Linked DNA regions of Mus musculus: all the other regions are linked to region 5. The links are chromatin contacts, called in public ChIA-PET and HiChIP or PLAC-seq maps. All regions are on one chromosome and are shown on one strand. Each heading gives the region's core, a stretch centred on a gene start, on an enhancer-like site or on the middle of the called end of the contact. The rest is flanking DNA. Distances are from core to core; before and after follow the strand shown.

Region 1 (3,506 bases), core at 820-3,319, 360 kb before region 5:
GTTCAGGCAGTGTGTCTCAGGAACAGGGGTGGGATGGAACTCTGTGTAGTGTAGTACAGCCAGGTCTGACCCAGTTTTAACCACTTACTGAAGAGACGTAGTGAGGCCTAGCTAGGTCATTCCTGAGGTGAATGGGTTGAGATCACCACCTTTCATCTGGGGAAAGCCTGACTCTTGTCACAGGAAGGAATCAGCAGAGAAAAGCAGCATGTTGGCCAGCCCTGGATGACCAAGGGACATTTTTCCACAGAAAAATAAACCAGGCATTTATTATAGACATTCCAAAGATTGTCAAATAAGAAGCTAAGAAAAGCTGTTAGCAGAGTACGAAATATAATGCCTTCTGTGACAGCAGTACATATATTGTTTTGTTATATAAATATTTTATTATTATTATTATTATTAATTATCTCATGGGAGCAGAGAAGGGAGAGCAGGAGAACGCAGTAAGGAAGAGGCCACAGGGGACTTCAGCAGCACAGCAGGGGGCAGGACAATAAGATTCTAAGTCTTTCCAGATAATTTCATATCTAAATGGCAATGTGTATTTCCTGCTCTGTCTTAAAGTAAACACGTCATTATTTTATGAGAAGCAGCAGGGATGGAGTGGAAGCACACACACAGATAAGAAAATGAAAGGCAAGGGAGGCAGTAGGAGGTAGTGACAGGCAGCCTCCTGCTGTACACCCTGTGGGAGACGCATCTGCTCTAGACCCTGTGCAGGGGAAAACCAATGTTGCCACTGTAACTGCTACTGTAGCCCACATTCAACAGGAAGATCAGATGGCTGGGTGACAGCTGGCCCAGAACTCTTCCTCCCACCACCACATTCCTCACTTTTGTCTCAGGTACTAAGAGACACACCCCTAGCAGACACAGGGGATGGTGGAGATTTTCTGCTCATCTGGTCCATAGAAAGAGCATGAAGCAATCCGTAAGTGACCCCATGAAAACATGAACTCATGTGGGACCATGAGGACCCTTTGGAGTTCTCTCAACAGCACTGCCAGGATGCCGCAGGAAGATCCAGCATCAGGCCTGGGGCAGAGGGCTAAGGAAGGGACAACAATTACCACATGTGGAAAGAAGAGTGATGTTCTAGGAAAAACACACAGAAAATAAAAATTCCAAGGAAGCCATTGAAGGCACAGCTTTCCTCCTGAAGGCCCCTAACCCACAGCCCTCCACAATCCCCCTGGGAGACTGCACACCCTCAGGACTGCTGAGATCGGATTCCCTTCATCCTCAAAGCCTTCCTGGAAAACTGTGGCCAGGCCTGCTCTTCCTGTTGGCCCCTCTCCACAGTCACATCACATGATCCAGGGGGTTATCTAGTATTTGTTTCCCTTCTCCTCAAAAAGATTCCATTTTATGATACACAAGTTAAGAAAAAAAAAATTTAAATGTGTAACAATTGACATGAAGCATAGAGAATACTTAAAGAACAAAAAACCTTAACAGTTAAAAATGTAGGAGAGACGGTGAATTCCTTAACCCTCTATGGTGTGGGCGCTCGCTCTGCGTGTACTTTTAGCCCGGGTATTACCTGAGCCTTAGGTTATTATAGCCTTCTCAAAGATCCCACCAAAGAGAGGTGTCCCCACCCCATGGGGCAGCTTCTTTCTCTTATTCCTCCTATCCCAATTTTTATAAGCGTCTTTGAAAATATTTAACCACAGGCTCTAGATAATAAGCATTATCTTCTCCCAGGATTTCCACTCAGAATGAAAAATTTAGTCATGAATATGTGACTGCCCTGTTACTTCACACAGAACTTTGATTTTTATGGAAGAAACCCCAACACGTGCTCTTTACTTAAGCAGTTTCTGTCCAGGAAGTGCAGACGGCAGATTAACCACAATCCAACACAAAGCCTCCCCCTGCTCCTGTGGTCTGCAAGAGGCACATTTTCTTCTCGTGCTCTCAGGTGGCGAGTCTAATTGAATGTAGCTATTTAAAACACACTTCAGACCTAATGAACAAGAAGTGGCCCTGCCAGACCACAATGTCTTTAAGAGATCAATTTGCCCAATAAAGGCTAAAGATTGCAACACGGTCTTCAAACAGCAGGCAAGCAATCCGAAGGGTTATCTGTGGGGATCAGAGTGTGGCCGAGGACATGCCATCTGCCCAGGGGCAGCAAGCAAGCCCCACTCAGCAGCGTCTCACCTCCAAGAACCAGGCCTCTTCGCTCCCTCAAAATATAATTTTTAAAGTCAACTGGCCCTATAAGATAACTCACTAATTAGATCACTGTGATACGTTCATTTGTAGCTTTAGTTGGGAGTTTAGCTGTCTGTCATCCAATTTATCCGAGTAAAAATTTCACTAAAGCCTTTTGTTCTCGCACAATACATTTGTTTAATAGCTTTTCTCAAAGGCTGTGCCAAATTCTAAATGTTCCGTCATGCATTTATTTACTAGTTATCAGGCAACTTATGAATAATTTAATATTTTCCAGTATTCCTTTATCAGATGGGTCTATAAATGCCTGCAAGACTCTTTCTCATTGGGCTGTGTTTTTCCCACTCAAAAAAAAAGTTTCTTTCTTGTTTAAAGTTTACTTTCTCACTTTTTGTTTTGTTGAGACCAGGTCTCACCATGTAGCTCAGGCAGTCTCTAACTTTTGATTCTCTCATGGGGCCCGCAGATGTGGACCACCACGCCTGGCTTTAAAGATGCCCCAAACCTCTCTAGGCTATTCCTCCAGCACAAATGGCACTTTCCGATTTCCAACCTCTCATGGGAATTTACAGGCAGCTGTAAATGCCTTACTGGAATACTGTTCTTTTTCTGCCCCAGTTTCCTCAATTACAAAATGGAGACAGGATCAGCCCTACACACCTCCCCATGGAACATCGGAACTTACCACAGCAGCAGTCTATAAACAAGACAGATCTCACCTCAGTGTTAGTGAGGTGATTAAGGAGTTTCTGGTCTCAGTCATCCTCTCTCTCATTTAAGTACCATTTCATTTGTATATCTACACAGTACTGATCTCAAAAAACGTCTTGCATGCTCTGTAGTTCATTACGTATGTACTGTTCATGTGTGTGAGCATGTGTGTGTGTGTGTGCATGCATACAGATGTGGGGGCCTGAGGGTCAAGTCAGTTTTCCTCCATAGACTCTGACTTGTATAACTGAGCTCACAGAGACACAGGGCTTAAATGTGTGCTTAACAAGCAGTAATTAGCATCCATGAGTTTATAAGCTACACGTGACAATTCTTATCTATCCCATGCAGTAACTGTGATATCCCAGGGGATAACTACTTCTGGGAAGCAATGTCTTTGTGATGACGTGGCTGCCGTAACTCTAAGAAATTAGCGATATTGGAAGGTTTAACTATCTGTGATTTAAAAAAAAAAATCACTAAGCATATCGTTTCCTAAGTTGATGATAATAATTACTGTTATAACAGTCAATGTGTACTAACTAACACTAAGCATGGAAAAAGTCCCTCTTCCTGACCGGTAAACTTGTGTGCAGCCCAGAGAACTGGGA
Region 2 (3,621 bases), core at 407-2,906, 400 kb before region 5:
TTTTGGAGCTCTAACACTAGATGCTCCGAGGCTCATGAAATGGAAACATTGTGTTTACCTTGCTTGCACACGGGGATGTACAGCAGGTTCCAGGCAGGAAACACAGGCCCAGCAGGAAAACAGTGCTTGAAGGAGGGGTAGAGACACTGTGATGGGGAGGGAGGAGAATCATCTTCTCAACTTTCAGAGAAGAGAGGAAAACATCCAAGAAACGGGATGCAGATTGGGGTGATGTGGAGTGCATCTTATGCTTCTTAAGGCTGAGCATCCGAGATGGAATGCCTGTGTGTTTTAGCCCAAGTGTCCACGAACAGGATGGAGTAACTACCCAGGGCCCCATGGGAATGCGGAACGTGGCTATCCAGGGAGAACAAACTGCAAGAGTGAGCTGGACAAACCCAAAAACTGTGGTGGTTTGAACAATCTTGGCGCATGGGAAGTGACACTATTAGGAGGTATGTTCTTGTTGGAGTAGGTGTGTCCTTGTTGGGGGAAGTGTGTTACTGTACAAGTGAACTTTGAGGTCCTATGCTTAAGCTCCACCCAGGGCAAAAGAGACCTTCCTGCTGACTACCTGTGGGAGACAGTCTCCTCATGGCTGATGATCAAGATATAGAACTCTCAACTTCAATAGCAAGATGTCAGCCTGGATGCTGACATGCTTCCTGCCATGATAATGGACTGAACCTCTGAACCTGCAAGCCCGCCTCAATTATATTTGCCTTTATAAGAGAGTTGCCTTGGCCTTGGCGTCTCTTCACAACAATAAAAGCCCAACTAAGATACCAGCAGCCCAGAGGGGAAGAGACAAGAGTTGAAACAGTGCACAGAGCAAGAACATACAGGTGGGGACACTCGGTATGACTGTCGAGAGACAGAATCCAGGAAGGCTCCCACAAGGGTTCCTATGGCCAAGCTTCCTGGAGCTGGGCCTCTCCCCCAGACTCCTACTGAGTGGCCAACAGTCTTGTGTGTACTTCATGATCTCCAAGCCACAGGTCAGAAACTCAACTTTATCTTCCCCTCTCTTCTTGCATTAAACTCCCAATTCCCTTCCATGACTCAAAATCCTGCTGCTCTTCCTACTCATGTAGGGTTGATCACAAGAGGGCACCTGATGCCCTCTTCTGGCCACTGTGGGTACCTGCACTCATGTGGCATACACACGTAAACATGAATAAAAAATAAGACTTTTAAAAATTATTTACTACCCCCTTCCCAGATTTCAGGGTCTGGGACATGGCTCAGTAGATAAAGTACTTGCCACCTGAGTTAGGATCTACACACATCCACATAAAGTCAAGAGACGGGGGTTCTCAGTGAAACCAGTGAGCTCCAGATTCAGGGAGAGGCCATGTGTAAAGTGGATAGCAACTCAGAAAGATACCAGACACCAGTTTCTGGCTTCTGCATGCATTCACACATGCATGCAAACACATATACATACATGCACATAAATACATACGTATTTAAATCATATACACATATACTCACAAAAAACAAAAGCAGACTTCATACATCTCTTCTCCCCTGCACAAAATCCACAAAATTGCTTGCTAGCTGCAGATAAGGTGAGGTCTTCAGACTTGATATCATGCTCTCCTTGTGTGCCTGGCAACTTCCCCATCTGCAGCTCCCTCTCTACCCAGTTGTGATGTACTGCACGAACACCCCCGACCCTCCCTTCTTCTAGAGCTGTCAACGGGAAGGTAGGCAGTATAGGAAAGACTATAGTTCCTTCTTTCACACAGCTTTAAGTCACCTTGAAAGTCTGCCCTGCAAACATCTTTATTTGACAGATGTCCTGGCAGAATCCCCTACTCCCTAAAATGCGGTAAGCTGGGAAGGTCTTCAAGTTAGAGCTTGAAACTTAAAACAAGAACATCAGAAGTTTAAAATGTTAGTATCTAAAATGAATGAGTTTTAAAATCAGAACTCTGTTGCTGATACAAAGAAGGGCACCGAACTCAAATAACGAGGGATTCGGATCCAGGAAGCAGTCGGTGCGAGCAAAACCTGGTGTTATCCAACACAATGAACAAGAGGGCTTAGTGGCAACTGTGCCCTGTGTTTGGATTTAGGTTGAACTTGCAGGCTCCATCCTGGGCAACTTCTTGGTTTGATGGGTAGTCTTCTCCGGACACCCACAAGCAAACTGAAACCTCTATCCAACTTCCCAGGACTGTCTTAAGAGGGCTGATGTCCTGCAAAGCCAGCAAGGAGGTGGCAGACTTTCTCAAAGCTAAGGAAACATCTTAACATTTACTATAGAATCTAGAATGTTTCCAAACTGTCACTGCTTCACTCTTTTGTCTGTATTCCCAAGAATGTCTAGGCCTTTGGGCATCAAATATGGGGATGTAGCTCAGTTGGTGGAATGCTTGCCTAACAGGCATGAAGCTCTGGGTTCCATCCTGACCGCATAGAACTGGGCATGGTGGCACATGACTGTATTCCAGCACTTAGGAGGTAGGGAAGATACCTGGAATGTTTAGCATAGAATCTGAAACACAGCAGGACAAATAGATACACTTACAGTCAATCAGCTTGAGCGAAATCAGAGTGAAGGGGCCAGGGCTTGTGGTACTGGAAATATAGAAAATGTAGTAGTGGAACCTTCAATGACAGTGTCATCCTTAAAAGCATCCTAAAAGAAGCAGGGACAGGGGACCACATGGACCAACAACAACCAGGAAAGCAGAACTCAGTCTGAGAATATCACAAACCTATTATATAATTAAAAAAATACTAAGCCACTAAACTCAGACTGAACCTAAAATTACCAGGCATGCGTCCAGGCACGTCCTCCCCCCACCCTCCACACACACACATGCACAGACACACACGTCAACATCTGTATGTTAGGTAGGTGTAGGGTTTGGAAGACTTGGGCCCTAGCTGGAAGAGCTTCTGGGAGCTGATGGGACTATGTGAGTTCAAGCTAAGGGGTGGCTTAATCCACTCGTGGACTCATAATCCAATGGCTTTATTGGGGGGTGACAGAAACTAGGAGACTGGACCAGGTTGATGAAAGGTCATGAAGGGGTGTGCCTTTGAAGGGGCTCTTTCTGTCTCTCCCTTCTTCCTTTCTCCTCTGCTTTCCTCTCCCTCCTCTGGTCTCTCCCCCTCTTTCTCTGCTCCCTGGTTGTCTTATCATGTGCTTCTATAACCATGATATCCTGCCTTAGGCCAGGCCCCAAGCATCCTGGGTTTATACATTCTGAAACCATGAGCCCAACGAAATCCTTCTTCTTTTTACATTATTTTTCTCAGGCATTCTGTCATAGCAACAAAAAGTGTTTATCATGGATGGTACTGGGAACTAGTGATAGATAGCCCATAATGGAACTGTTGTTTAAATTTGTCTTTAACAGAAAAAAAAAAAAAGAAGTTAAAGACATCCATGCACCCATGAAATCAGTACAAGAGTAAAGACACGTTTGCTGGCTGGGACGAATGTTTCCAGCCTCTGTCAGGATGTTAAAGTTCACAGACAGAGCTCAGTTTCGCTGGCTACTTACCCCCTTCTACATTATCGAAGAAGCCTTTACTAAACAACCCTGAAGGATCAAGGTGAGACAGGCATCATTTTGAGTAAAAGGAAAGACACAAGTACACAAT
Region 3 (3,275 bases), core at 260-2,759, 300 kb before region 5:
TTCTCGCTGTCAGATCAGCAGGACGCTGTTTCAGCCCCCCACACCGCAGTCCGCAGAGTCTGCAGCCGCGCACCTCCTTACATCCCTAGCTGTGCGCTAGACTAACCCTCCCCAACGCGCACCCCGACAGTCTTTTAAACAACCTCCAAAATGGATGTAATTAACTCTAGACCACCTCGAACTCGCGACCGCCGGGACCCCCTCCGACTATCACCACCAAGGCCATCCTTCTGCAGAAGTCTGTGACTTCTGCCTGGCTCCCCAAGGAGGGGAGGAAGCAAGGGGGAGGGAGGAAGACTCCCCGCCAGGAGGTCTGGAAAGGGCACAGCAGCTGGGCGATGCGGGAAGGGATGAAGAGAAGACGCTCAGCACCAGGGCCATATTTACGTTGCTTTTTTTTTTCCTTTGCCCGTCTTCCCCACCCCCACCCCCCACCCCCCCAAAAAAATTCTCCTAGAGTCTGACAATACTGCCTTTAAAGGAAAAAAGAAAGCTAAGCTCTCAAGCTGCCGCCCAAAATCTTCTGATTCACTCCAGTCCTATCTCCGAGAAGCTCCGGACTCTTCCTGACAGGGACAGGTTCACCTGCCCACCCGCTCAGGGCAGGAGGGCCCATCGGTCCCAGACAAGTGGAGCGATCGCTCGGACTGGGCCCTGAGCGGTTCCCCGCCAGGACTGATAGCTGAGACAGAGTCGGTCCCCGCACAAACTTCCCACTTCGCGGACAGCGAGCACCGACCGGCGGGAGGACGAATGCGGGACAGGACAGCCGCGGAGAGGCTCAGAAGCACAGAACAGAGAATGCTTCTCATCCTGCACCCTCCCTGGGTTCCAAAGGGAGCGCAAGCGCCGCCGGAGAAACCCAGGAGATGGACGCTTGTCGTGGGGTTAGGGGTACCCCAAGAGGCGAGTGGCCAGAGGGCCCGGGACCGACCGAGCTAGCCGGCTAGAGGTCCCCGCCCTGCCACCGCTGCAGCAGGAGGAGCAGAGCCGGGAGGCTGAGCCCGAGGAGCAAGAGGAGCGCGCCGCAGAGGAGCCTTACCGAATGGTTGACCCCCCACATGAGCACGCTGAGCAGCGGGTCGCTGGCCCGGAACAGCTTCACTTTCTGAGCCACGAAGTGCTTCTTCTTCGTCTTGGTCTTGCTCGCCAGGACGGAGGACCCCAGGTTGCCAGGGGTCGCCATGGTCGCAGTCTCGGTCCCCTCCACCGCCGCGCCGCCGAGGCCGGGGACCCGCCCTCCCTACACGCCAGCCCGGGGAGGCAGCTGCATCCCCCGGGGCGGCCGCCGCTGCGCGCCTGCTCCAGCCCCGCTCCGCCCGCGCTCAGTCCTGGGCGCTCGCTCCGCCCGCTCCGCGCGCTCGGCCGCTTAGGCTGCAGCTGCGCTCGCCTCGCGCCCCCGCCGGCTCCCGCCCGTCGCGGCTCGGCGCACAGCCCTCGGCTGGTCCAGGCGGCGGGCGGCTTCCGCGTTGGGCGCTAGCGTCATGACGCAGAGGCGGGCGGGGCAGCGGCGCCGACGGGCGGGGCGGGTGCGGATGCGGATGCCGGACCGTTAAGCTGTTCTGTGCGCTCCGCCACCGGTGCTAAGACGAGCACTCTCCTGGCGGCCGCGATCCGTCTGGGGAGGCTGCTGCGGAGTGTGGAGACTCGCGTGAGCATGCCTTTCTCGCTCCTGGGGAGGAGCAAGGAAAGGATACGGAGCCAAGGGAGCTCCGAGGAGGGAGCCCCCAGATGCATGGGGCAGCCAGGAATGTCCGGGAACCTCCGCTTCCCGTGCCAAGGGCTGGCGAGTTCGTGGGACCCAGAGCGCTTCTTCGGGGCCCCGGGCTTCCCCAGCATCTAGGGAAAGGACCTTGGCTCCTCTTTGTCAACTGTCTGCCAGGGAGTCCCCGCCTTGAACTTCCTAACCTTTTGTATCCTGGTTGGGCCTTCCCATGCTATCGGATACTAGAATGTCATTCCCAACCTACTCTGGGATTCTTCACTGAAACCCCTGCTTTAGTCAAGACAGCCATGCCCCAGTCTGGACCGTTTGCTTGGAACCCATCATTTTGCAGGCCACCCCTTCCTTCTCTTATTCTGGACATGCACCTTCTGATTTGAAAATGTTTAGCCTTTCACCACTACCACCCCACACTGAAATTAGTCGTCCTTACGCTGGCATTTGTTGTTGCAAGTCTACAGTCCTTAGATCTTTCAAGAAGACAAAGAGTAACGCCTGGAACAAAAAGGGAGCAGATCCTGTGCGGACCTTCCTTTTCTTCATTTGACCTTTCAGCACGGTTGCCCCCAAAATCCCCTTGGTCATTCTAACTTGTTAATACTATCCCCCCCCCCCCCCGCCCCGCCGCCGCAATGATTCCTTGCTTCTTCTGGTACCAAGCATCACCATTGTTAATGGCTAAAGGGGGTGAAGATAATAACAAAACCAGCCTAAATTAATGCTGAGAAGTCATAAACTTGACCCACAGTTCCACTAGTTGACCAAATCATTTAACCAGAGACTGATGTTATTTGTGTGACTAGGTATAGCCTGACACAAAGGTCACTTTAGGGACTATGCTATAGATTGTTTGTTACACTCAAAACCAGCAGTAGATAAAAGTACACAATGTTGCAGACCTGTAATCCTGGCCCTCAGGAGGCAAGGCTAGAGGATCAGAAATTCAATATAATCCTCAGGTAGGTAGGTATGTTCAAGCCAAGCCAGGTATCCATGAAACCCTGTCTGGGGGCGGTGGAGGGGCTGTGGGGCTGTACAGTCTTTATCTTACTGATAACTCATAAACTGTCGCCTGACCTCAGAAAAGAGTCTATCTAAACCAATTTTCATAGCTTGCCCACAGGCATCCTTTCACAAGAATCTACAACCAAATTCAGCACCCTACACAGCCTACAAGTTGTTTCATTTCTCTTCCTGTGTTGGAAATAAGCATTCATATTGTTGTTAACCAGTTGGGAGTTCATTTATTTAATAAATTCTCATTGACCCAGACTCAAGAGCTTCACATCATCATTGATTATTGCTCTTCATCACCCCTCCACAGAAACCTGTACCAGCCCTTGTCCTTGAAAACAATTACCCTTTCCTCCTGGTTGAAATGAATCCTTCCACTTCAATGCCTCTGTATCTCTTTATTTGTTCACAATAGCTGTAATGTACTTAATTGTATATTAATAATGCAAGACAATGGGCTTGCTGAAAAACTGAATTCAATGACAGCAAAGAGCTGGGTGAGCCTACAAGAACAGGAAATGGACACCTCTGGGCATTG
Region 4 (3,456 bases), core at 356-2,855, 480 kb before region 5:
TAGTAAAGGGGATGAGGTCAGCATTATAGGGAAAGATTCTGACAGACAAATGCGGGTGACGACAGGGAACTATGGCAGCTCTGAAGCTGCCACAGACACCTGCAGTAGTAGCTGGGTGGGCTGCCTGTGATCCCACACCTCCTCCAGCAGCTGACCGACCTGTGCTCCCGAAGATTGTTTCCTCGAGTGTTTGTCAATAGCTTGACTCTATTTCTGATGTTGTATGGTCTTCTCAGACTTGACTTCTTTCTCTCCTCCCAGGCCCTCATCAGTGGATTGAGCAAAGCTGTGGCAGAGCAAATCCAGGTTTATGCACCACATTAGTTATCCAACAGACAAAGAAACATCTGCGCCACACTAGTTATCCAACAAAGAAAAATCCACACCACACTAGTTATCCAACAGACAAAGAAACATCCACACAGGGCCGGGGAGGCAGCTCCGTGGTTAAAGCACTTGCCTGGCACGCATGAGGACCTCAGATCCTCGGAACCAATGAAAATATTGAATCTGGAGGCCCATCTGAAAATTTAGCCTCTTGTAGTTAAGACGGAGGCTTCCTGAAAGCAATCTGGCTAGCAGGACCAGCCATGTCTAAGAGCTCCAAGTTTGATTGAAGGAACCTTCCTGCCTCAAAGAAAAATGTGGAAAAGCAACTGAGGGTGATTCTAGACATGAACCTCAGGCCTCTAGATCCATGTGAACATATGTGAACATTTACTGCCCCCACACGTGCAAAACATGCATGTGTACAGACAGACACACACACACACACACACACACACACACACACACACACACACACATGAATATTGGGGGACAGGAATAAGAAGACTCAATCAGTAGAGTGACCCAGGAGGAACCTAGGGAAGGCTTAGTGGACAGAGGGCTTAGAAGAATATAGCTCCGCCCATTCAAGGCTACTCTCTGTGAGCAAAGCCTCACTCAGAGGCTCACAGGTTCCTTGAAAGAAGTGGTGGGAGCCCCTTTGGACTGGGTTCCAAGATGGTGTGAGTCGAAGGGTGGGTCCTTCTGAGAACAGGAATGCTGCCTTGTACATTAATGCATTTTGATACACCCTCACAAGGCGCACACAGCCTTCCTCCTCAAACCCGCCATATCTGCAGGGAATAATCACTGTCACATAGTACAGCAAGAAATCCCGACCTCATGTTCCTCTGTCCAAAACCTGTGGGGAAGAAAAGCAAGGCTAGTCTACCACTTGTTCACACAGCCTTACACAGCGTGTAGCTGCTGGGGACAAGGAAGTGAAGGCCAAGCGGCCCCCAGCCTCTCTGACCCCAGCGGTTGTCACCATTGTCCATTGCTTATAAATTGTCAGAACAAACAGAAAACGTGAACTCAGACGACCTTGAGGAAGCCACAATTCAGGAAGGAGTCCGTGAGCCCTGGTCAGAAGCCTGTGCTTGGAGCAGCCTGGGTCCTCCCGGGTTGAGGTTCCCCCTGTGGCCTCAGCCCCTGTGTGGTGCTTATTGGAAAGTCTTGCCTTTCCCTTCACTTCCTCTCTCTCCTGTCTTCACCCTGAATGGGAAACAGCTGGCCAGCCTCCATCTTCCTTGAAGGTGGTTATTGAGTTCTGCCCGGTTTCGGTTTCATTTTCCTTCCGTATGCATTGTGCTTTGTCACTTACCAGGCGTCTAAGGTGCCGTGCAAGCAGGAAAACTCATTACTGCCACAATGACTGCTGCCTCTGTGCCTTCCAGGAGGCACGAGGCCTGTGGGCTGTAAGGCAATGAATACAACTAAAGGAGAGAAGAGGCGCATGCAGGGCGGGGGAGGGCAGGAGAGATTATATGGAAATGATTGCTTTTTTCAGCAAATCTGACGCTTGCCCTGACAGGAAGTGATTGAGAAAGTGGACACTGGTGGGCTAATTAGCCACTTGGGGAAAGTTAGACAGTATTTTTGTGCATGGCAAGAGGGATTTCCTCAGAAGTGGTCCCAGATCTGAGAAGTTGACTCCAGGGCAAGGCAGGTGCAGAGAGCAGCAAGACCCTGGAAGGGAAGCCTGACCTGCAGAGTAGGTGTCATGAAATATGACAAAGGCGAACCAGGGCAGTCAGAGGTCCCGGTGGGATCAATGACAATGTCAGGCCTTGCAGAAAGGCCTGGAGAAACGGTGAGGAAAGAACACTTACACATGTAGTCCACGCTTAATAAAAGAGTAATTCCAATGACATTGGATTAATAAATATCACTTCGAGAGATCGCTGCACCCAAGTTTAAGACGGAAAGAATATAAACTAAGGTAAACAGAGAAGAGAGAGAGGAGATGGGTTACTGGACGGGGAAATGCCAGTTTGTTTGTACCAGATCATTTCAGCTGTCCAAACCCACTGTCACCTGGACAGTAAAGACGTTGCTGCCTTTTGGCAGCTCCATAGACTTTTTTTTTTCTTTAAAAAGGCTTCTTTTGCAAAGTTGATTTTAACATAAGTCTTGAGCAAGCTTAACATGTAAAACCCCACTCAGGGCCAGTGCAGTTACGTTAGGGTTTTAATTTTCCCTTGCAGGCAGAATTTCTCTCTCTGCTGGTTACTGTACACGCCTGCCAAGAGCATAAAAGAGCCATCATGGGAAAGTGTTTCCAATGCTGGGAGCCAATCCAGGCCTGTCCCGGAGGCTGGTGGCCAATCAATGTGAGTGAGGACAGCTGAGGGGAGACGAATGTTCCTAGGCTTCTCGGGGGGTTGACAGCACCTCTGTGCATGACGGCTACTGCTGGAAAGACAAGTTTGTGGTGGTTTCCAGCGAGGTTTATCTTCGGAATCCGTTAGAGATTGTTTTCTGCCAGCAGGGATAAGCTCAAACTCAACCTTGGAGCTCAGAATGATGGTATGGACGCTGGCTCCTTTTTATACACCACCCAAGCCATCCTGACACCCCCCCCTTCAGAAACAGGAATTCCAGAAATGGGGGTGCAAGAAAGGAATGCAAGGGGTGCTTTATAGTAAATAGTATCTTTGCCTCCTTACCAGCCTCCCACCCCACCCCCTTCATACTGCTCTTGTGGTATTTAGAGTAACACCAGGCTGTCCTGAGTTGACAACTGCATTTGTATCCTGTGGTCTGGGCTGTATATTCAGGATAGATAAGATAGGAAAGAAAGACAAGGATTCTGAAGTCCCTCGAGATCATTCTGCTCACAAAAGCTTTTGTTTAGCTCCTGGCCCCGTTCAAAGGACAGTAGACTTAGAGGTTTCTATGCAAATGTGTCCTTTCCCCATTAAGAAAAGTGACCTTTATGGTAATATTGGAATAGCAACATCAATTCCTGGGTTAATAAGACTCTCTGGCCTAAAGGGAGGGTGTTCTAGCAGGAGGTAGAAACAGGGACGGGGCATTGCAACCTGTCCCTCCAGGGAAAGGATTTTCACAGTTAGGAAACCCTTTACTTTTGTCTGTCCCACTTGCTTATAAATCAGGGAACTCACT
Region 5 (3,377 bases), core at 329-2,828:
CTTACATTTCAGTTCCTGCCTGAAGTTCCAGCCCTGACTTCTTCCCTCTGTGATGTAGTGTCACCTGAGAGATGTAAGCTGAAACCCTTTCCTCCCCAGCCAAAGTTCTGTTGGGTCAGCACTACCTAAGGCAGTCACTTGCTCTTCTGTCAGTCCTTCCATCCTTTCAGCTAGTGCCATCCCCTGAAAAAAGGCTGGTAAAGTAATCCCAAGGAGTACCAGGGACAGAGAAGACATTATCTATTAGCAGGAGATACTGAAAGTAATTATAACATACGGGGCTGGAGGTGGGTCAAAGGTTTAGGACAAGCTATTTGCAGGAAGGGTACCCAACAGAAAATGGATTCAAGGAATTCAGCAGCTAGTGCCTAGTGTTAGCCAATGGAAGTGTATGAAGAGCAAGCTTTTCCACCTCCCATGCTAGGGATAATTGGTGTAAACGTGAATAACTACTCACGCAGATGTAAGCAGAGTGCCCAGAGCAATTGAAGTCTTTAATTAGCCGGGCAGTGGTGGTGCACACCTTTAATCCCAGCATTTAGGAGGCAGAGGCAGGGGCAGGGGCAGGCAGATTTCTGAGTTCATGGCTTGCTTGGAGTGAATAGTGAGTTCCAGGATGGCCTGGGCTACACAGAGGAAAATTTAAAAAAAAATAAAAGAAAAAAGAAAAAAGAAAAAGAAAACGATACAAGCAACAAAGTTTTAAATTAACATGCCACAAAATGTCTTTCTGTTTAAAATGCTACAGAATTTTAAAGAGGGAATTTGTGCAGCCATTGACACCACAGTCAGAATAGAAAAAAGCTCAGCCAACCCAGAGTCCTGCCCTGATACTGCAACTCATTCTTTTCTCTGGAAAAAAGAACGAGACCTGGTGGTGGTTTTTCTGTTATTTTTGCCTTTCCAAGGTCTTACTATGTAGCCCTAGTTAGCCTCGAACTCACTTGTAGACCAGGCTGACCTTGAATCCACAGTAATCTGCCTATCTTTGCCTCCTGAGTGCTGGCATTAAAAGCATGGACTACCAGGTCCAGCCAAGAATGACTTTGATGGGATCATTCGTGTGTTACATCTGATACTGATGTTTTCCAGCCAGCATAATGCCTTTGAGATGCTTCCAAATTGTTCTGTGCATTGGTAGCCTATCCCTTTTTACTCTTAACCAGTATTTTATTGTATGGTCTTAACACTATATACCCATCTCTTATCAAAGGACATTTGAATTGTCTCTATATTTTTAATTTAAATTAACTTTTAATATAGATGCAAAATAATGAGCTTTGTCATAGCATTTGCATATATACATACATACATACATACACACATTGTATTTTGTTTTAACTAATTTCCCTCCCCGATTACCCTTTCCTTATTTCCCTGAGGCTTCTCAGATTGACTCAGAGCATAGTTAGTATTTGGACATTTCGACAGGATATGGGGTTTTATTATTGCTTACTTTCAAAGGAAAGGGAAAGGGAAAAAAGAAGAAGAGAAAGTGAAAGAGGAAGAAGAGATCCTGGCACTGCCCAAGTTCACGGAAGGCAGCCCTGAGAAAGAGTGGAACCCTCCTCCTGACCCTGAGTTCTGTGTGTATGTGCTGGAGGTGACCAAGTCGATACTGCCCATTGTCAACCTTAAGGAGCAGATTGAGGTCCTTGCCAAGTGAGTCTCTCCCCTCTCCCTCTCCTTCTCTCTCTGTATATCTATTTTAATTTCAGATTTTTAAAAAAAAAAACTTACAGTGGTTTGCTTTTCTTTAAAGTTACTTTAAAATAAAACCAACAAAAGAAGCTGCAATGGTTTACAGCGCCCGTGCTCTGCCTTCCCGCAGAAGCACAATGACTCACACACGGGTGCTCTTCTTTTTTGTGTGAGTCAGAGTTGAAATCGCTTAGAGACAAACACCTGGTTTTTGCTTTTGCTTTTTTTTTTTTTTTTTTTTTTTTTTTAGCTAAGCTGTTAAGACACATCTTTGGTATGATCTTAGAGAGGTAGTGAGTGAATGAATCTATGTTTAAAAACCAAATTGTTCCTTAAGTGTATGAGGTACTCAGCATTTAAAGGCATCCTATTGTGAGTTCTCTCTAACCCCCCTGCTGTTTGTTTGTGTTTTGTTTTGTTTTAATACACATTTCCTTTTCTAATGGGTGTCCGCTGGTTCATTTGCTATTTCTCGGGAGTGGGCTGTGGGCACTCTGAGAGCTTGCTGCTGGACAGAACAAGCCCTGTGTAAGCCTCAGAAGTTGCTCTTCTTCACTGGGCTCCTTCCATAAACAGAGGCTGAGGCCCTGAGCAGGTCTCTAAGGGAGCAGGACTGAAAATGGGGACGGGCTCCATGATTGGCACAACCCAGCAGGTGAACTGCTGGCTTTAGCACCAGCCACAGTGGGGGCTCAGTCAACTGCAGGTGGGAGTCGAGTAGCTGTCCTCAAACCCGGAAGTGACAACTGTAAGCCTCTCAGCTGACAGATCCCCGACTTCTGTCAGACAGGACTGGGGGAGATTCAGTGCGGTTGGCTCTAGAAGGATTTCCTGTGTCCTTGAGGCTTGATGGCTCTGACTGGAGAGTCTTGTAAACACTTGTGCAGTACTTCTCAACACTGTGTTCTAGCGGAGGCTCCACACATCACTTCTGAATCAGCTTACATTTAAACAATAATAAGGAGCAAGACAATGGCAGAGGTCTGTCCAGCTGCGGGATGGGCTGTCACTACAGGTGGGGTGACTGCTCGCCTCCACCTCCCTTCCTCATCGTCCTTTGTTTTGGTTTAGTTGCACTGTTTTGTTTTCTTCTTGTGTGTTTTTAAATTTTTATTTATTCACTTTACAACCCAATAACAGCCCTTCCTCTCCTCCCAGTACTCTCTCACACAATCCTACCCCATTCCACTTCACTTTTGAGAAGTGGGAGCCCCCTCTGGGTGTCACATCCCACCCCCCACATCAAGTTGGGCGGGAGTAGGACTAGGTGCATCCTCTCCCACTGAGGCCAGGCAAGAAGGTGCTTTTAGGGGCCAGGTATCCACAGGCAGGCGGGTAGGCCAGCAACAGGTTCAGGGACAGCCCCTGCTCTAGTTAGGGGACTCGAATGAAGACCAAGCTGCTCATCTGCTACACAAGTGCAGGGAACCTAGGTCCAGCCCAGACTCGCCCTTTGGTTGGTGATAAAGTCTCTGGGAGTCCCCAAAGGTCCAGGTTAGTTGACTCTGTTGGTCTTTCTATGGAGTCCCTGTCTTCTTGGGTCCCTTAATTCTTCTCCCAGCTCTTAGTAAGATCTTCCAAGCTCCGTCTAAGGTTCGGGTGTCTCTGCATCTCTTTCCATTGACTGCTGGGTGGAGCCTCTCAGAGGACAGATATGCTAGGTTCCTGTTGGCCAG
Region 6 (3,485 bases), core at 240-2,739, 430 kb before region 5:
ATTTTAAATTGTTGGTATGTCTGATCTCAGGCTTTTCCCTTTGTCATTTCTCTTGAGATGGGACCAATGCCACCCTTCCAGATGCACCTTACCTAACATCCTAGCTGGAAATGTATGCCTTGGTAGGCCTGGTGGTACAGGCCTGTGGTCCCAGGCACTAGGCAAGCTGAGGCAAGGTGTTAACACTCAAGGTCTGTGTTGGCTTCTGGATGAGTTCAATGCTAGCCTGGGCTAACCTTGTCTCAAAATAAGAGGAAAACTGGCTGAGATTGTGGCTTAGTAGTAGAGTGCTTGTTTACTGTTAATAAAAACTAGTGTGACGTTCCCCCCGTTCATTTCCATCCACAGCGCTCATTATTTATCAATAATAATCAATAATAATGATAGTAATCATCCCTACTTAAAGATCTGTTCGGTTTTCTTTTATCATCGTATGTGTGTGTTTTATGCACGTGAAGTAGAGGACAGGAGGCCAACTTCTGGGAACCAATTCTTTCCTTCTAGCCTGGATTCTGAAGAGTGACCTTGGGCTATGAGGCTTAGGGGGCAAGTGCCCCCAGTTTACCTGCTGGGCCACCTTGCTGTCCCTGGTCTGTTTAACTCATAAACTATCCCCAGCACTTAGCTACTACATGGCATGTGGTACTACATGGCATGTGGCTGACATGCTTGTAATAACATGGGCTGCTTAATCCTACGTGCTGGCAACTGCCTGCTAGATTCAAGCTCTTGAAGCACCCTGACCATTTTGTTCACATGATAACATAAACAATATGGGCGAGTAGGCTTGTGCAAATGAACGTGAAACTTATTGAAAATTATCAAAGTCAACCTCACCTTTAAGTCGTATTTCCTATATACAGATAGCCGGTGGCTGAACACATTCCTTGTAACAATCACATATATTTCCACTCCATCGACATTAAGCCGGTACATTCCCAAGAACTGAGGAAGAAGTGTGACCCCATGACATTCCACTATATACTGTATAGGAGAGAGAGAAAGGAAAAGTAGCTGTCAAAACGTGGTGTATCGTTTATATAAAGTAGAAATGTCCAATTCTTGAGGTTTTATTTTCGGAAAACATTTAAGCTGCTTTATGCTGCTCACCTATCAGATCTGTGTTCTCTCTCTATATATAAATCTGAACATTTAATCTTACCACTAAAGATATTCTTTTCCTAGTAGCCCAACTAATCTGTAATGTCAAAATTGAACACAGTGGCTCAAGGCAAGAAAGGAAACCCCTTTGAAGTGAAGGACTGTCCACCTCTGTCCTCCTCCCCCTCCCCTGAGAATGATTCACCACTAGATCAAGACCTTTGAGGGTAGTGAGGCAGAGGGTGAAGAAGAGGATGCTGGGAGTCTGGTGCTGGAAGCTTGGGTGTTCTGCTTTCCATCTTGATTTCAGTGGGTATGAAGGGGCCCTGAGTTAACGACAAGTCAGCTTTCTTTGACTAGGTGCTAGGTGCCATCAAGTCCCAGGGTTGCAAAAACACAGCATGACTTGGGTCATACGCCAATGAGCCACAAGAGGGAGCTACTTCCTCTTGGAAGTAGCCATTGATAAACTACCACAGGGACCTTTAAAATGGGTGTGTGTGTGTGAGTGTGTGTGTGTGTCTAAATGAGCCTTTTGTGTGTGTGTGTCTAAATGAGCCCATGACACAGATTAAACCTCCAGCATAGTACCAACACCCCAAATCCAATGTTGTAAACACCCTACCCATTTGCCTGCACCAGATGCCTGGAAGGATGACTACCAATGTTTTAAGGGTTGTATTTTGGATTATTCTGGGGAGTGTGCCTGTGTGCATGTGCATGTGTATTGCATACATGTACCTCAGTGCTGAGGTTACAGGTACACGCTCCCATGCTTGGCTTTTTACATGGGCATCGGGGATTCAAACTTGATCTTTACAAAACAAGTCACAGAGTCATCTCTTTAACCCCTATTTTGAGTCTTTAAAAAGGGTTACACTGTTTGATTTAAACAACAACAACAACAACAACAACAACACTTTAACAAAAACATTCTAATTGGATTTTTTAGTGATAAACATTATTAGTAATCAACTCTAGGAATATTTAATTAGCGAAAGAAGAAAAAAGTTCTCAATCTTGCTCATTGGAGCTACACAGCATCTGTCACTGCAGCTGGTTTTAGTTCTGCAGTCCTGACAGATGTCCAAGATGCTTCAGATTTCCCCTGCCTTACAGGTAACAGCTGAGATGTATATTTGAGCTCAGTCTATTTTTTTTTTTCCCACGGAGTTTCTCCTCAGCTTGTTACTTGAAATCAGATGAGTGGAGCTTAATTTCAAACCAATAAATGGACTTGAGGTTTGCTAATGCACAACAGGTGGTTAATAGTTCTCGGTTGAAAAGGAAATTTCCCACAGCAATTGAAGGGATTAAAAAGTGTGTTGTTTGCCAGTAGTAGAAGGTGGATGAGCAGTCTTAGTTTCATCTTCCAGAAACTGAGTACCCAAACAGCTGTGAGGATGGCAAGTTAGAGGATGTCAAAAGACCCCACACCAGTCTGTACTGAACACTTATCAATGACGTGATGTTAGCTGTCACTCAAGACCTAGGTAGGAAACTGGAACATCACACCGATCTCTCCCTTGCTTGGAACGTCTAACAGTCAAGTCTGCTCTGCGGCTCACTCTACGGCAAGCATCATCTTGCATACCTGGATTTTTCCCTTGAGGCCGGTACTGGCTGATCAACTCCTCCACTCACATTCTTATCCTTGATAAAGCACATGACCTTTCAGCCAAAGGGTCCATCCCTAGTACCACAAACAACAAGGAATGCCAAGATGGAGATCTGTACACAGCCACAGACAGCCTGGCTCACCGTGGTACCACCCATAGTGACCAATGCTAAGGAGCAGTACTCGGGGAACTGACAAGCTTCAGTTTTGGAAATATGCCCACACAGGTTATACACTACAATTTCCTTGCCTCCAGAGTAGATAGTGGGGCACAAACAATCAACTCGGATGCATTTTGTTCACGAGTGTCAGCTGTACTTACTTTTCCCATGGGGCTCTTTGATGAACACAGATGAAATGAACTTCCAACTCCCGAGTGTATAAACAAACGAGCCCACAAATTATATCAAAGCCTGTCTTTTACCGTATCAGCGTTGCCAAACTGCATTTGATACTATTAGTCTAGAAAGACCTAAGGACCAGGAGTTCTGAAGGAGAGAACATTCTACCCACTGGCTGGAGTTCTGGATGGGGATCTGAGAGAGCGCCATAGCTGCGCAGTGCGGGTGCTGAAGCAAGGGCACTGCTGCCTGTTCTCAACTTGCCAGGTTCCTGTCTGGCTTCTTCCTCCATTGTGTGCCTACACATATGGCTCAGAGCCTCAACAAAAGTCATTCTTCTCACCTTCCCACTCCACACGATATGTAGGCACCTCATCTCCCCCATTCATTCTCTGCAGCCCAGAAGCTTATCATTCCAGCCAACA
Region 7 (3,320 bases), core at 470-2,969, 500 kb before region 5:
GAACCCCGCGTTTATTACGGAGAATCGATCTGCACCAGACACCGAGGCTGCTACTGCGGAGGCCGCTGGAGGCTAGCAAGGGGAGGCGAGGGGGGTGGAGAGCAAAGGCTCAGGGCATCCGCCCCTCCTCCACCCACCTCCATCCATCCGGGCTCAAGAGCAGCAGAAATTACGTTTAGTGCAAATTGCTGAAGCTCCCTACTTCATCCTCAGTGGTGGGTGGCACGGTGTCTCGCAGGCAGCAGACCGCGGGGAAGGTCGGAGTACGGGTGAAGCCCCTCCGCCTGCCACCGCAGCGGTACGGGAATCAAAGGCCTGACCCGCAGCGGCCCTCCGGGATCCTGCGGGGGGCCGTGCGGGGCGGGCAGGATCTGCCTCCCGGAATCCCACAAACCGTACATGAGCAAGTTCGAGGCCAGTGTGTGGGCTTGCAGGGCCATCCCTCAGCCAGGACAGCACTTAATCACCGTGTCCCCTGCGGCGTGACGTTAAGGCTGGGAGGAAAAGAAAATTCTCCCGGAATCTTCGTTACAAAATCGTTTCCTTTACTAGCCCTCAATCCTGGGAGTCAGGGACACTTAAAGGCACGGTTGGGGTCCTGAAGGAAGAGATGGGATCCGGACTGGAGATAGCCATCTCTCTTCGCAGCCCCTGAGACAGAGTCATTCGACCACCTTCTCTCCCGACTGACTTTCCTGCTCCGGTAATTAAGGGAGAAGCGCAGAGACAGATTCACCCCATTTCGCCCTTTCTCATTCCCAGTCATTGCGAAGCCCCTGGCCTGAAAGGCTCGGGTTCCTCTCCTGCGTGGCAAAGGCCCTCTCACTCCGAGAGCTATAAATATTAATAAGCTGCACGGCTCCGGGCTTAATTATCTTCTCTTAATTGTAGCTTAACCAAAAATCCAGCCTCCTGCTACTCGGGCCTCTCTAAATCGGGATTATTTAGTTTCCGTGTCTGGAGGCCCCTTCGGCTCAAAGTCTTCTGTGTTGTGCCGCCAAACCTGGAAACCATATGCTGCGTCTCTGCGCGGTTTAAAATCATCCTTAGAGCAATGACGCCTCTCCTTACACTGGATGCCTAGGTTCGGGGCAGTCTTCTGCTCCCTTTCCCTGAACCTGGTACTCCCTACTACCAAAGGATTCTGCCTCCATCTCTTTTCCCTAAGTCCCCAGTAGCCTATAGGGGTTTGTCAGATAAGGGTGGCCCTTGTGGGGCACGGAATTCGCCCAGCAAATGACGACATCTGACTCAAGGGAAGGGTCTCTTCATCCCCTCACCGGGAAAGCAGCCCACACCGCTCCACTGTGGCAGGCAGGCTCCCTTGGGATTACTTGATCGGGCTGCACTGGGACACCACCCTTGTCCCTACCTGCGCAGCCCGCTCCTTGCCAGGGCTCTTCCTGGTGCATCTAGAATTCGGTGTCAAGAAAGCTCCAAGCCTGGAGCTGAGGGCTCTGAGCTTTCTTCCCTGGGTCGCAGGTGGGAGGAGAGAGAGGTCGTGGTAGCTTGCAGTTCACTGTCCTTCCCGCGCTCGAGATCCACGATGCTGAAGCTTAAGCTTAGGTCCAAGGTCTTTGATTAACAAGCTGGACATCCAGTCCTGCACTGGTGGGCAATGCCCAGATCTTCTCTAGTTCAGTCCCCTGGCTATAGAGTGCGCCTGGCTTCTGCAGCGCAGTCTATGGTCCCTCTAGCACCTTAGCTCTGCGGTTTTTCCTCTACAGACTGGGGGGCGGGGGGAGCTTAGGAGGACCCTAATCACCAGCACCAGCGCCCAGCCTTGCTAATTCAGGGGAGGTCAGCAAACCACAGGGAACAGTATTCCTGATGTGTTTTAGGTCTGCTTTGTCCTGGTGCAGATTGATTTCTAAGGCACTGTCAAAGTCTATGAGAAGCAGCTGTAATTCAGTTGATTTTAGCTCCTGGGTACCCACAAACAGCTGCCTAAGGCGGATAGATTGTGTCTGTGCTCATGCGATCAGGATCATTTACAAATGTAACTGCTAAAGGGGCACAATAGCATGCATATTCATGTAATCCTAGCACTCTGGGTGAGACAGGAGGACTGCAAATTAGAGGACAGTCTGGGCTATGTAGACGCTGCTTCAAAAAAATGAAGCAAAATATTAAATATAATTGTATATTTACATGATAACCATTTGAGTTGCATCAAAAGAAATGTTCAAAACACTAAGAATTTAGGTAATATTCTCCAGTAGATAAATTAACACTGAATATATTTTAGTTAAAAATGCAGATCTGTCACAGAAGTCCAATTATAGGAAACTTTCACAATCTGAAAGATTAGTGGTCAAAGTGGCAGTCACTGGAGTTTCCCAAAGCCCAACCATCTACTGAAATCACCAGAAAGGAATCCACTTCAGATACTTCAGGACTCACTACAGTAGGTAGGTAGTTTCTGGTGGGGTTTTAGAGGCAAGATCAGTTTTACTTTTTGGCAAAACTAACATTTCCTATATAATTCACATAGATCAGTGGTTCTCAACCTCCCCTTTAATCCAGTTTCTCACAATGTGGTGACCCCAGCCGTAAAATTATTTTCGTTGCTACTTCATAACTGTAATTCTGCTACTGGTATTAATCATAATGTAAACATTTATGGAGATAGAGGTTTGCCCAAAGGGTTGAGAACCACTGACATAGCCTCTAGACCAGCAGCAAATATTTGGCCCAGGCCCAGAGCTGGGAAACCTGTCTTGGGTGGTTAGAAGAACTGCAGCAGACCAGCTTTGGCTTTGTCACTTCCTAGCTGTGCTACCACCCAACCTGAGGCCCCCAGAATGGGAAAGAGGCTAAATGATGAGCAGGAGCCTGACTGAGCATAGAGCAAGACAGATGTGGGTGGAGCAAGACAGATGTGGGTGGAGCAAGACAGATGTGGGCGGAGCAAGACAGATGTGGGGGCAGTTGATGGGCATTTGGGCAGGCAGGCAGGTTTAAAAAAATTACTATCCCGCACTTTGCCACTTTTCAGATGCTCAGTACCAATGTCAAGTGACCCAGAGCAACAGTATGAGAATGCGCCTCAGCGTCCTCTGAAGGGGTTCTGGGCTCCGAATCAGGACAGAGCCTTTCTGGAGGGACTCTTGCTCCCCATCTGCCTTTTCTGCTGCAGTGAGTGAAGGCGGGAATAATGAGAACAGGCAGCCACAAAAGCCTCTTGTTCTCCAGCTGGAAACCTAGTGGGAGTTTTCTAGGCTTTTCTTGATCGGTCTTTTATTTCAACCAAGAATAGTTGCACACGGCTGAGAGAAAAGAATTTCTCCATTAATGATAGTCTTGAGCTATCTCTCACA

What was found. ChIA-PET counts read pairs in DNA pulled down with a chosen protein or histone mark. HiChIP or PLAC-seq counts read pairs in DNA pulled down with a chosen protein or histone mark.
Region 1: an H3K4me3 HiChIP or PLAC-seq map of bone marrow-derived macrophages shows a contact between it and region 5, with 5 times the contacts expected there. The contact joins two enhancer-like sites. A contact is called at or near these places in 1 of 484 Hi-C or Micro-C datasets (bone marrow-derived macrophages), 4 of 115 datasets of contacts at active chromatin or transcription factors (bone marrow-derived macrophages, memory CD8 T cells and microglia) and 1 of 9 other capture datasets (embryonic stem cells).
Region 2: a contact with region 5 is called in an H3K27ac HiChIP or PLAC-seq map of microglia, with 6 times the contacts expected there. The contact joins two enhancer-like sites. A contact is called at or near these places in 1 of 484 Hi-C or Micro-C datasets (bone marrow-derived macrophages) and 5 of 115 datasets of contacts at active chromatin or transcription factors (bone marrow-derived macrophages, double positive thymocytes, effector CD8 T cells and 2 more).
Region 3: an RNA polymerase II ChIA-PET map of memory CD8 T cells shows a contact between it and region 5, with 45 read pairs. The contact joins the promoter of 4930426L09Rik here to the enhancer-like site in region 5. A contact is called at or near these places in 3 of 39 promoter capture datasets (the C10 cell line, liver and stem cell-derived epiblast-like cells), 2 of 484 Hi-C or Micro-C datasets (both in CD4 T cells) and 7 of 115 datasets of contacts at active chromatin or transcription factors (bone marrow-derived macrophages, double positive thymocytes, effector CD8 T cells and 4 more).
Region 4: an RNA polymerase II ChIA-PET map of memory CD8 T cells shows a contact between it and region 5, with 5 times the contacts expected there. The contact joins two enhancer-like sites. A contact is called at or near these places in 1 of 484 Hi-C or Micro-C datasets (bone marrow-derived macrophages), 3 of 115 datasets of contacts at active chromatin or transcription factors (bone marrow-derived macrophages, large pre-B cells and memory CD8 T cells) and 1 of 9 other capture datasets (embryonic stem cells).
Region 6: an H3K4me3 HiChIP or PLAC-seq map of bone marrow-derived macrophages shows a contact between it and region 5, with 8 times the contacts expected there. The contact joins two enhancer-like sites. A contact is called at or near these places in 1 of 484 Hi-C or Micro-C datasets (bone marrow-derived macrophages), 5 of 115 datasets of contacts at active chromatin or transcription factors (bone marrow-derived macrophages, double positive thymocytes, embryonic basal ganglia and 1 more) and 1 of 9 other capture datasets (embryonic stem cells).
Region 7: a contact with region 5 is called in an H3K4me3 HiChIP or PLAC-seq map of bone marrow-derived macrophages, with 7 times the contacts expected there. The contact joins the promoter of Carlr here to the enhancer-like site in region 5. A contact is called at or near these places in 2 of 39 promoter capture datasets (the 3T3-L1 cell line and pre-B cells), 1 of 484 Hi-C or Micro-C datasets (bone marrow-derived macrophages), 10 of 115 datasets of contacts at active chromatin or transcription factors (bone marrow-derived macrophages, craniofacial prominence, double positive thymocytes and 7 more) and 2 of 9 other capture datasets (embryonic stem cells and liver).

What each region holds. Positions count from the first base shown.
Region 1 is chr2:18,937,167-18,940,672 of GRCm38.p6, forward strand. All of the region lies in intron 1 of Pip4k2a (phosphatidylinositol-5-phosphate 4-kinase, type II, alpha), which reads right to left. Among named protein-coding and RNA genes, the nearest start is that of Pip4k2a, 59 kb to the right of the region's middle. Within about 2 kb of position 2,070, at least 57 of the 459 cell types and tissues checked have an H3K27ac peak or open chromatin away from gene starts, as enhancers often do. A contact at or near this core is called in bone marrow-derived macrophages and memory CD8 T cells, where this site is marked.
Region 2 is chr2:18,899,710-18,903,330 of GRCm38.p6, forward strand. The region is part of intron 3 of Pip4k2a (phosphatidylinositol-5-phosphate 4-kinase, type II, alpha); the gene reads right to left. Among named protein-coding and RNA genes, the nearest start is that of Gm33534, 23 kb to the left of the region's middle. Within about 2 kb of position 1,657, at least 4 of the 459 cell types and tissues checked have an H3K27ac peak or open chromatin away from gene starts, as enhancers often do. A contact at or near this core is called in microglia, where this site is marked.
Region 3 is chr2:18,996,810-19,000,084 of GRCm38.p6, forward strand. 4930426L09Rik (RIKEN cDNA 4930426L09 gene) reads left to right here and starts at 1,510. Exons shown (of 1, transcript NR_024323.1): 1 at 1,510-2,995. Pip4k2a (phosphatidylinositol-5-phosphate 4-kinase, type II, alpha) reads right to left here and starts at 1,312. Exons shown (of 10, transcript NM_008845.4): 1 at 1,043-1,312. The coding sequence starts at 1,186.
Region 4 is chr2:18,820,281-18,823,736 of GRCm38.p6, forward strand. No RefSeq gene overlaps it. Among named protein-coding and RNA genes, the nearest start is that of Carlr, 20 kb to the left of the region's middle. Within about 2 kb of position 1,606, at least 248 of the 459 cell types and tissues checked have an H3K27ac peak or open chromatin away from gene starts, as enhancers often do. A contact at or near this core is called in bone marrow-derived macrophages and memory CD8 T cells, where this site is marked.
Region 5 is chr2:19,299,008-19,302,384 of GRCm38.p6, forward strand. Armc3 (armadillo repeat containing 3) reads left to right here. Exons shown (of 20, transcript NM_001081083.2): 18 at 1,465-1,662. Among named protein-coding and RNA genes, the nearest start is that of 4930447M23Rik, 44 kb to the right of the region's middle. Within about 2 kb of position 1,579, at least 126 of the 459 cell types and tissues checked have an H3K27ac peak or open chromatin away from gene starts, as enhancers often do. A contact at or near this core is called in bone marrow-derived macrophages, double positive thymocytes, effector CD8 T cells and 3 more, where this site is marked.
Region 6 is chr2:18,871,447-18,874,931 of GRCm38.p6, forward strand. It overlaps Pip4k2a (phosphatidylinositol-5-phosphate 4-kinase, type II, alpha), which reads right to left. Exons shown (of 10, transcript NM_008845.4): 5 at 838-984. It overlaps Gm33534 (a long non-coding RNA gene), which reads right to left. Exons shown (of 2, transcript XR_374031.3): 1 at 3,404-3,485; 2 at 1,938-2,794. Among named protein-coding and RNA genes, the nearest start is that of Gm33534, 5.8 kb to the right of the region's middle. Within about 2 kb of position 1,490, at least 12 of the 459 cell types and tissues checked have an H3K27ac peak or open chromatin away from gene starts, as enhancers often do. A contact at or near this core is called in bone marrow-derived macrophages, where this site is marked.
Region 7 is chr2:18,800,099-18,803,418 of GRCm38.p6, forward strand. It overlaps Carlr (cardiac and apoptosis-related long non-coding RNA), which reads right to left and starts at 1,720. Exons shown (of 1, transcript NR_131254.1): 1 at 1-1,720.